2 separate regions of the Macaca mulatta genome follow, and region 1 is linked to region 2. Evidence: chromatin contacts called from public Hi-C data. All regions are on one chromosome and are shown on one strand. The core of a region is the stretch at or near the end of the contact, and the rest is flanking DNA. Distances in the headings are between cores, read along the strand shown. Region 1 overlaps CPLX4 (complexin 4). Region 2 has its middle 32 kb from the start of LMAN1.

What was found. A called contact is a pair of places that touch in the nucleus more often than the background predicts.
Region 1: a Hi-C map of CD4 T cells shows a contact between it and region 2, with 7 times the contacts expected there. The contact joins two enhancer-like sites. A contact is called at or near these places in 6 of 14 Hi-C or Micro-C datasets (CD4 T cells, blood, fetal cortex germinal zone and 2 more).

What each region holds. Positions count from the first base shown.
Region 1 is chr18:21,685,032-21,690,874 of T2T-MMU8v2.0, reverse strand. The region is part of intron 2 of CPLX4 (complexin 4); the gene reads right to left. Among named protein-coding and RNA genes, the nearest start is that of CPLX4, 12 kb to the right of the region's middle. Within about 2 kb of position 3,179, at least 8 of the 40 cell types and tissues checked have an H3K27ac peak or open chromatin away from gene starts, as enhancers often do. A contact at or near this core is called in CD4 T cells and blood, where this site is marked.
Region 2 is chr18:21,599,030-21,604,723 of T2T-MMU8v2.0, reverse strand. No RefSeq gene overlaps it. Among named protein-coding and RNA genes, the nearest start is that of LMAN1, 32 kb to the left of the region's middle. Within about 2 kb of position 4,248, at least 9 of the 40 cell types and tissues checked have an H3K27ac peak or open chromatin away from gene starts, as enhancers often do. A contact at or near this core is called in CD4 T cells and blood, where this site is marked.

The sequences.
Region 1 (5,843 bases), core at 1,930-4,429, 87 kb before region 2:
GTAGCAAGAGGTGAAGTTGGAGAGACAGGAGCCATATCATGGCATACAGGACAAGGAGTTTGGATTTTATTCTAAAAGACATAGTGGCCTTAAAAAACAACAACAACAAAAAAAAAAAAAAAAAAAAAAAAAAAAACAGGGAAGAAAGAGGATCAGATTTGCATTTTAGAAACCTCAGTGTGGAGAGGGACAAGACTCCAAGTAGAAAAGCTATGGTGAATTGAGAACTATTCAGAAGTGAATTAAGATGACTTGGCGATTTACTGGACATGCAGCTGGAGCAAGGAGGGAAGAGGCAGTGGTGACATCTGGTAGCCAGCCTGGGAGATGGGCTTGTCGGGAGAGTCACCCATGGAAGTGGAGCCTATAGGAGGAGCAGGTTTAGAGGGAGGATGAGCAAGTAAGTTTTGGATATGAGCTGGTTCTATCTGTGAAGTGTCCAAGTAAACGTAGCTGCAGTTGGGAAATTTGGGGAGAAGATGTGGTCTGGAAGTACAGATTTGAGAATCATCAACATGTAGGTGGTAGCAGAAAGCAACGGCAAGGTGCAGCCCTCGTGGACAATGTTCAGGCTTGAGTGAGAAGAAGAGCCAGCCAAGGGGGCACCCTAGAATATCCCACAATTTGGAGGCAGACAGAGAAAGATAACTCATGAAGAAGAAGCAGTACAAGAACAAGAACAAGAACCAGAGGGTGATGTCTGCAAGCTGAGGAGAAAGTGGGCTTTAAGGAAGAAGTGATCATCAGTGCTAGAAGAAACAAGGAGGCCCCAAGAGAAATTAAGGGAACCACCCACTGTATTTAGACAGACACTGAACATCTGGAAGAAGAAGGTTTCAGCAGAGCAGTGAGAACTAGTCATTTAAGGGAAGATACCTAAAAAGCCATGTTTACTCAGAAAGTACTGTTTGCTTGTTTTAGATGGGAGAGATTTGACCTCTTTTATTAAGGAGAGGCCAATGAAGAAGGAGAAACTGAAGATACAGGGTCCGGAATAATTAGTGGTGTGTGATCCAAATCTAACGTAAGCATCAAGGATGACTTTAGGCATTTTAAGTCCTCTGATGACCTATAATTTGACAACTAGAGGATATCGACATAATCTGGATATGTGTACATGGACATTATAATGACTGGTATAGATACATATACATATACATACTGCAGATAACTGCAATTTGTTTACTGCACTTATTTAATTACTTATCTGATTACCGAAATTAACAATGGTCATCAAAAGACATTGGCATAGCAAATAGTATTGTCACTAACAATTAATAAACTTGAGACCCAAGACCTTTTATTGTTTATCTAGAGGGCTATGGCTTGTGTTGTTCCTTTTCAAAGAGTCTACATTTGCTTTTCCCTGTCAGCAAGAGTGAAACTCTTTTTCAGAGGAAACACCAGCCAAATAATTTCTTTAGAAAATACAGTTCTAATTCCAAAATGTGACATAGTTATCCTCATTAGACCTGACAGCTCCTGGGAAGACATTTTCTCAGATCTGCTCCCTGTCGGGCCTTGGTCAGGGGAAGGGTCTAGAACTGAATCCTGCTGTTATGTAAGCGCTGTGGTGGTGACCCTGGGGAATTGTGAATGAGGTACCCAGGGGGTCATCCCTCATTAGCTGGAGGACGTGTTAAATTCGTCCAGTTCCCTGTGGGCTGTTAATACTATTACTATGAATGCTTACCCAATATGGGCTTTAGAAGATGGCACAGGCTAAGTATTCTGCAAACCTGGCAGGGAGGGGAAGGTTATTAGGAGCCCACCAGAGTCCCAGGGATCCCTGCTTTCTGTCCTGTGCCATTTTCTTTGTTAGACAGTGTGTTCAGTTCTAAAGTCTACCACCAGGAATCTGATGCCCAGTCTAAAGGGATATGAGGAGAAGGGGGGACGAAAAAGTAGTGGATGAAGAGTAAGGAGGCTTGAGTCTCCATTTGTCACAGCAAGCTTTGTGACCTTCGGCATGTCCCTAAATGTATACGATCCTTATGGTTATGTATAGAGTGCACACATATGGGATGTTCTTTTCCGGACGTAAAAAAGTAAGTCTATTGAAAAGAGAAACAGCACTCAGACACTGGTGTCAAGGAACCAAAGTATTGTGGTCATCCAGGAACCTGAACCTGTTCTAGGAAAAGAACTTAGAGGGTTGGAGGGGAGTGATGGTTGGCATGTTCCTCAGATGACCTCGGAAGCCAAGCTCCATGGAGGTGACTCATAAGGACCTGGGAATCTGTTGCTCTGTTTCCCACCGAATACAGCAGTTCCTTTGCTTCAGCCCTGAGTGACCCCTCCCCTGGCCGCAGTAAGAGGCAGCACTGACAGGCCTGCCTCTCCTCTCCTTCCCTCCAGTTCTTTGGACAGAGCACCATGCCTTGGGCTTCTCAATTACATCTCCTAGTGACCCAGATGGGCACTGTCTGGCCTTCCAGGGCCTCCTTGCTCCTTAATGAAGCATCTAGGAGACAAAACCCTACACCTCGCATCCCCACCATGTTTTTCTGATGGCTTTTTATTTTTTATTTATTTATTTATTTATTTATTTATTTATTTATTTATTGAGATGGAGTCTTGCTCTATCGCCGAGGCTGGAGTGCAGTGGCCCGATCTCAGCTCACTGCAGCCTCTGCCTCCCGGGTTCCAGCAATTCTCCTGCCTCAGCCTCCTGGGTAGCTGGAATTACAGTGGCCCGCCAACACGCCCAGCTAATTTTTTTTTTTTTTTTTTTGTATGTTTAGTAGAGACGGGATTTCACCATGTTGGCCAGGCTCGTTTTGAACTCTTGACCTCAGGTGATCCGCCCGCCTCGGTCTCTTAAAGAGCTGGGATTACAGGCGTGAGCCACCGTGCCCGGCCTCTCTCTGAGGATGGCTCTCTAAAGGTTCCATTGCGGAGATTTCTCTGCATAATGAGACAGACCTTAGGTACCTACAGTTCAGTAACAACCAGCAGCCAAGCCACTGGGTAAATTGACTGAATTCAGCATTAGAATAAAAAGCATGGCACTGGAGGCCTGGGGCATGATTCTGCCCCCATAAGCTTCATTTATTCAGTCATATCCTCTCAAGGCTGAAGATTCCAACTCCTTCAGCCCGCCCTCGATTGCTGTCGTTTCAGAATCTCTCTCCAGCACGGTCACTGCGGAGACAGCGGAAACTCGGCTGTTTGCGAGCTCCCTCTCCCGTTATGCCATGGGAGGATAGGAAACGCACGAGTAGGTCCTCAATAACAAAATAATATGACTTTTTTTTTCTTTTCTTTCTTTGTTGTTATTTTGTTTTTCCCCCATTCCATCCAATGACCTATCAAGACTTTTTTTTTTTTAAGTCACCTCTGGAAATTGGCTTCTGCCCCGCCCTGGTCCTGCCACCACCCGCAGCCCGGGTTCCCCCTCCCGCGGGTGCCAGTGGCCGCAGCGCTAGGAACACCAGGGGGCGCCGGCGTCGAGGATTCGGGGCCCGCGCTGGCGGCCGCGGCGCCCTCCGCGCTCCAGCCGGGATCTGACTTGGAGGGGAGCGGCTGTTCTGCACAGCCTGGGCAGACGTTAGCCTGGGAAACGTGTCTGTCCCCCGGAGCCTCTTTTTCGCCACATGGGCCATCGAAGGGTCCCCGTACCCAGAGCCTCGTCGGTGGGGGGGGACGCGGGCGGGAGGGTAACGTGTGACAAGTGACAGCGCGGGAGGCAGAGGAGGCTCCCAAGGGTGGGGCTGGTTTGCAAGCGCAAGGTGTTGCACTGGGGTAGGGGAAGTTAGCCACAGCTGGTGATAACTGGACTGAGTGGAATACGATCCAGCTGAGTTTTAAAAATTTTTTAATTTTAGTTTTTAAACTGCTCTTTGCAGAGCAGGGCTAACTCATAGGCAGTGTGCCCAGAGTAGCTGATTTTTCTTATCGTGTAGTTTTATTAGGTGCTGTTTTTATGGCTAGCTATACGGGGTTAGAATTTCTATGTGGTTTACAAAAAGCAGACAATTGTATTATTGGTATTTGTAGTATCTTCCATACCATAGGCACAGTTTTGAAACACTGTGTGTAGAATCCATTGTTACGAATGCAACCATATAAAAACGACCCTTTCAGGTACACCAATCAGACGTAGATGTGGTCTTTTCACATAGTCCCATATTTCTTGGAGGCTTTGTTCACTTCTTTTTACACTTTTTTCTCTAAACTTCTCTTCTCGCTTCATTTCATTCATTTGATCTTCAATCACTGATACCCTTGATCAGTGTTGATCGAATCGGCTACTGAAGCTTGTGCATGCGTCATGTAGTTCTCGTGCCATGATTTTCAGCTCCATCAGGTCATTTAAGAGGTCGTCTCTATGCTGTTTATTCTAGTTAGCCATTTGTCCAATCTTTTTTCAAGGTTTTTAGCTTCTTTGTGATGGGTTCGAACATCCTCCTTTAGCTTGGATTAAAGACTTAAATGTCAGACCTAAAACCATAAAAACCCTAGAAGAAAACCTAGGCAATACCATTCAGGACATAGGCATGGACAAGGACTTCATGTCTAAAACACCAAAAGCAATGGCAACAAAAGCCAAAATTGACAAATGGGATCTAATTAAACTAAAGAGCTTCTGCACAGCAAAAGAAACTACCATCAGAGTGAACAGGCAACCTACAGAAGGGAGAACATTTTTGCAATCTACTCATCTGACAAAGGGCTAATATCCAGAATCTACAAAGAACTTAAACAAATTTACAGGAAAAAAGCAAACGACCCCATCACAAAGAGGGCAAAGGATATGAACAGACATTTCTCAAAAGAAGCATTTTATGCAGCCAACAGACACATGAAAAAACGCTCGTCATCTCTGGCCATCAGAGAAATGCAAATCAAAACCACAATGAGATGCCATCTCACACCAGTTAGAATGGCAATCATTAAAAAGTCAGGAAACAACAGGTGCTGGAGAGGATGTGGAGAAATAGGAACACTTTTACACTGTTGGTGGGACTGTAAATTAGTTCAACCATTGTGGAAGACAGTGTGGGTATTCCTCAAGGATCTAGAACTAGAAATACCATTTGACCCAGGCATCCCATTATTAGGTATATACCCAAAGGATTGTAAATCATATTGCTATAAAGACACATGACACGTATGTTTATTGCGGCACTATTCACAATAGGAAAGACTTGGAACCAACCCAGATGTCCATCAATGATAGACTGAATTAAGAAAATATGGCACACATACACCATGGAATACTATGCAGCCATAAAAAAGGATGAGTTCATGTCCTTTGTAGGAACATGGATGCAGCTGGAAACCATCATTCTGGGCAAACTAGCACATGGACAGAAAACCAAACACCGCATGTTCTCACTCATAGGTGGGAATTGAACAATGAGAACACTTGGGCACAGGGTGGGGAACACCACACACCGGGGCCTGTCGTGGGGTGGGGGAGTGGGGGAGGGATAGCATTAGGAGATATACCTAAGGTAAATGACAAGTTAATGGGTGCAGCACACCAACATGGCACGTGTATACATATGTAATAGAACTGCACGTTGTGCACATGTGCCCTAGAACTTAAACAAACAAAAAATGCCCTTGGAGAAGGGGGTCCCCGCCTGGACGTAAACTGCAGTGAATGATGGTGTGTACAATGTTTTCAAGTGAAATCCTCATCTGTTTGTTTGGATTGTATTTGGAATTTAGACAGCTGCTTGCAGATCTAGGGTCAAACTGTTAGACAACACAGGAGAAAGAATATACTCCCATTTTTTTTTAAGCCACATGGAATTCAAAACTGCCCTAAAATTTTGGGTAAAAAATTTACCCAAAGTAAAAAGAGGCCGGGCGTGGTAGCTCACGCCTGTAAT
Region 2 (5,694 bases), core at 2,999-5,498:
TTCTTCCCAAATGTCTCATCTACAGGCTGCTTCAATATCTTGCCTTTACTCTATGGTGTTCTTGACTACACAGAGAACACCAGACGTTAACGTGGCCTTCTCACTACTAAAAGGAAATTATTTTGATCTCTCATTGGTAAATGAATATAATATGTACATTTCATATATATATATATATATATATGTATATATATAAGAGAAATGATATATTTATAACAATGACACATATTGAGCATTGGATAAAAATAATATCTGACATTCACTGGACACTCATTATGACCAGGAACTAAACTACAGCTTTACACATATTTTCTCAACTTAATTCTCCAAAAAGTCCTATAAGGCCCCTGGCATTATGATATCATTATACTCTTAAAAGATGAGGACACTGAGGCACAGAGAGTTGACATTCTGTGTCACAGTAAGCTAGGATGCAACACAGTGAGCTAGGAACTCCAGCTTGAGAGCTTTGCCTTTCTCCTGTTCAGAAATGCTAGCCTCCTCCTACTCCTTCAAATCAGAGCCGAAAGCAATGGCTAGCTTTTCTCTGCAATGCAAGTTTCTCATACTATTTATATATAGCATTCTTTTTTTTTTGAAACCGAGTCTTGCTCTGTTGCCCGGCTGGAGTGGTGTGATCTTGGCTCACTGCAACCTCCACCTCCTGGGTTCAAGCAATTCCCCTGCCTCAGCCTCCTGACTAGCTGGGACAACAGGCGCACACCACCACACTGGGCTAATTTTTTGTATTTTTGTACAGACGGGGTTTCACCATGTTGGTCAGGATGGTCTCGATCTCCTGACCTCGCGATCCCGCCCACCTTGGCTTCCCAAAGTGCTGGGATTACAGGCATGAGCCACCACCATAGAGCGATCTATTTATCTATCTATCTATCTATCTATCTATCTATCTATCTATCTATCTATCTAATTCTCACCACCAAAAAGCAGAATAACAAATATTAGGAAGAAACTAATATTAATAAGCACAAGTTATGGACTGAGCATTGTCCTATGTGCTTTGACACGTGACCTCTTTAGTCCCCTCAGCAGCTTGGTGAGGCAGGCATATTGTTACGCCCGTTTTTACGTGTGTTGAAACTAAGACAAAGAGGTTAAGGGATTTACCAACGCTGCACAGTGTGTGAGGAGCAGAGCTGGATTCCAATACAATTTTACCTGAAGCACATGCTCTTTGCAGGACAATGTGTGTTCTAGGAGGAAACAAAGGCCAAGATTGCTTTCAAATGACATGGCCGTGAGGACCATCCAGGAGGTCTCTGGAGAGGGCTGATATGTGGATTCGGCTAGGAGAGCACAGCCTTAGAGGACCTGGAAAGGAAGGAGGAGAACCTTCAGTGGAAATAAGCTTGGAGAAAAGTCAAAACAGGATTTGTACCCTCTGATCGTAGAAATAATCCTAACAATCAAGTAATGTCGACAGTTTAAGAAACTCTAAGGCTGCTCAGCCAGAAGCAAGAGCTGGTCCAAGTGACACCATGGTAGGTGTGCAGGGTCCCTCCTCTGCCTACAGGGAGGTGAGCAGGGATATCTGGGAAGAGGAACTTAGGATTACGAGGCATGGGGAATCTTGAATGAGGCAGAACTGAGAAGCAAGTGAAAATTTTCTTCATAAATAAGTGAGACACAAAGTTGAAAGTGCCTACCGAGTTCAAGGGCTGGTACATAGTAAAAGTGCTTAATGAATACCCATTTCCCTCCATCTCTTCTCCTCTTTTATATAATGGGGCATTGCAATCTGTGTAATCGAAGCAGGGAAATAAAGCAGCGAATCCTGTTGTAATCAAAAAGTTATGTGAAAGATGTTTAAAGAATTTTGTAAATTCTTCAGACAAATTAAAAATACACATGATGTGAACTTGAAGGAGCATCAGAGCCATGAGTTTCAAGCAAGGCTTTCAAAAATGTGGGCTGGACGTATGCAGTGGTCTTGGACATGACCTCTTCTAGCCCTGAAAGCCCCTGTCACCTTGTTGCTTGCTCCTTTAAGCAGTCTGCCTTAGATACCATTTATTTGTGTCCATAAATTCTCTCTTTTAACAGGCTGTAAGCCCCCAGAGGGCAAGGGTACCTTCTATTCATATTCAGTTTTGTTTTTTTGGTCCATAATTACTTCACTTGATATCCTGCCCCAAGTATTCTCATTCCTATCTTTTCTACATTATGTACATATCTGCCTTTACCAATAAGATAGGAACTCCTCAAGGTCAAGCACCAACACACCGGTATATTCGTATTATCACTTCCTGCTCTGGAGCACTGGAAAAATTAATTTACATTTCAAAGCCACTCTTGTGCCTGGAAAAATTCTCCTGGATCTGTGCTGGTTTCCTTCCTTGGGTCAGGGCCAAATTATAACCCTTATTGTGCATCAAGTGTTTCCACAACATAATTCAGTACTGTGTATGTCGTAGGTAGTCAGCAAATAATTGTTGTATTGAAAAGAATCAAAGTGTGGCACCCCAAAATATGCCGTTTTTGTGTAAGGATTATTTTGAACTTACGGCAATTTGCTCTCTGCTCTCTCCATTTCTGTAAAAAAGCAGGGCATAATTTTCCCTTTGTAAAGGTGACATCTGTTGGAACGGTATCTCACTCTTCCATCACAGGAAGAGAACCACTCTAAGACACTCCTGCCACCTGGGATGACTCTTATCTGCATAACAAATAAGAGTCTGATAAGGGTCGTGCTAAATGACCCTTATTTACCATACTTTTTGTCCCCTTTCCATAACTTAGCATTCCCCACAAGCCCCAAACCTTTTCCCTTTGTCTAGCTTCTTCTTCACAATTTATTGCTCTTTGTTAAGACACAGTATACGACCCCCGAATTCTAACCACTTCTCTGAGTTACTCATCGCTGAGTTCTCCAGCATGTATGTGCACTGCAAGCATAAATAGACTAATTTTTTCTTCCTTATATCTTTTGTAACTTGAATTTGCAGAGACCCAGTCACTGAACATAAGAGGATAGAGGAGAAAGCTTTTCCTCCCCTAAAGTGTGAATTATAGTTTAACATATGATAGTTAAAAATTGTCCAGTCACGTGGCTTTTGACATTCATGAAAGGTTAGTTTGAATGTGGGAAGAAATGTCACACAACCAGTGCAGGGAGTAATATTAATCAAGAGCAAGGCTCGTAGTTAGCTTTATTTTATTTCTTGTGTCTTGATCTAAACAATAAAAATAAGAAGGCCGGTCATCATTTAAAAAAACCATATTCATTTTACGGGGGTAGTTTCCCAATGAATATATAAACTTGCGGGCCTTCAGGAGCATCCATCTCCTTTGAACCCTGTCCCATTTGATTCATATTAGACTACGGGCCCATTTGGAAGAAAAGGAAGGCAGTTTAGAACTGTGCCCTGGAAAGCGCACGATTTCATTTTCTTCACCATGGTTGTTCTGGAAGGAAAACTGAACACAAACCTCCTTCTTCTTTCCCTTTCCTTCCTTGTTGCATCTGGTCAATTCTAACAAACACTACTAATGACCAGGCTATATCGGCATTACATAGTCAAGTAGCCCATTCAATTTGCTCAAAAGAGCACAGACATAATCAAGCATTTGGCTGAATGAACAATTCATACTGAATAGGGCAAATATTTGGATTCAAGTATAGGTCAGCAGCAACCAATTGAAATATTGATAAAGGAAGCCTGTGGGAACTAAATGTACATAATAGAAAGAAAGAAGGAAAGAAAAGAAAGAAGGTTCTCAAGGGGTGAGGCAGGGCAACAAGACCACAGCGGGTGATTTGTCTCCCCCATAGGAAGGTAGGTGGCTTAGCTGGGGAGGTGAGCAAAGCTGTGGCTGACAGCCTGCAATTCTAGCGGCAGGAAGCACTGTGTTCGAACTGTTTTGTGTAGTTCCAAAGCGTAATTCATAACCTACTACAAAAGTACTATAAAACTTTCTAATGGGAATCCCCCTGCCCCTGCCCACCTGACTTTATTTAAAAAGAGAACTAGGCTAAAGTCTCTTTGTGGGTTTTTATATCGTCCTATTCAGAGGTCAGGTCTCACCAAGGCTGGTTTTGCTGGCTTGAAAACACCTCCCCCAGAGCACTGAGGAATCTCTAGTAACCTCCTTGCCTCCAACTGCCATCATTCACTCACCCGTGAAGCTTAGCAAATCCAGACCTCTACTGCCAAAGTCAATGCTGGCCACACTCACAGCCCGTTTGTAATGCCTTGCTTTATGGGTGGTTTCATTTTCACGTGCCCCAGTGCCACACTCAGCCACATCCTCTTCCTCCTAAAAGCGTCAGAAATCCACATTTCCGACTTAACCACAATATTTAGCTTTCTTAGCATTTCTGCTTCCACCTCCCCATCGCCCACTACCCCTCCCCCACCTGCAGATTCCTCCACAGGCCCAGCCAATTTCCACTCAGTTCTTCCCTGAAAAGCCTCAGTGAGTGGTGATTGGGCAAAAAGGCTGGCTGTAACTATAGTTTTCCCAGGTTTGCACTGTAGTGGCAGCCATCAGTGAGACAGGGCAACAGCGTGTGCCCCCCACGCTCGGAATCTGATCGAGCTTGTAGGGTTGTGGATAATCATTTGGCATCCAGGGTCATTTCTCGGAAATGAAAATTCTACCTCCAGCCTCCAACCCCGAGGGACTGTAATGTCCTTCAGAGAAGAGAGGACTGTGGGCTGTTCTGAGCTTGTCTGGAACCCTTTCCTCATGCCACCTTCCAGGAATGTGCCGTCCCCCGGGGACAGTCCCCTGGGCAACAGAAGGCAGAAAGTTGCAGATCCCTGTCAGGAGAAACATAAGGCTGGGCTATGTGTCAGAGAGATAAGTGGTTTACTGCTGGAGGAAGGTTCTAGAAGGAAGGGACATGTCTTCAACTGAGAACAGTATTTGGATATGAGGAGATGGGTGGGAAGGGTTAACAAGATTGTGTGTGTGTGTGTGTGTGTGTGTGTGTGTGTGTGTGTGTGGTGGCAGGCTAAGCAAAGGCCTAGAAGCAGAGGGTGGTCACTGCCAAATAAAAAGAGTCGAAATAACATTGGGTCAGTCAGAATCTGGGATTCATGCAGCACGGTCTTCCTTGGCTCTTACAGTTTTATAAACAATTCATTGCAAACATCCTAGCTTCCCTCAATAGGTAAATACATTTAAAAAGAGTGCTTGTCTGTTAGAATGATAATGTTAGAAATAAATGTTGAAATCTTTATAGATTAATTGATATGGCTGGGATATGTTTTAAACTATTTTGGCAAAAAAAAAAAAAGGTGATGGGGGATATATAAGACTGGTAAATTGGTATTTTTGAAGTGGGGTGATGTGTGCTCTGTGGGTTTTTTATGAGTCTTTTTACTTTTGTGCATACTTGAGAACGTTTGTGAGACAAATTTTTAAAAGAATTCACTTATATCATTTTAAAAATTAATTTAAAATCTTAGAAGAAACTTGGTTTCCAGCCTTTCCCATCTCTTACTATAGTGTTCTCAAATCATGTTTCCATGGCAGCATCAGCAACACCTGGGAGTTTGTTTTAAAAAAAAAAATGCAGCTTTCAGGCATCCACCCTGGCCTGTGCAACTGGAATTTCTGGAGAAGGGCCCACGAGTGTGTTGAAACAAGGCTGCAGGTGATTCTGATATTTCAGAGTCTGAGAACCACTGTCTGCCTACAAGCAAAGAGCTTCATGAGCTTTCTAGA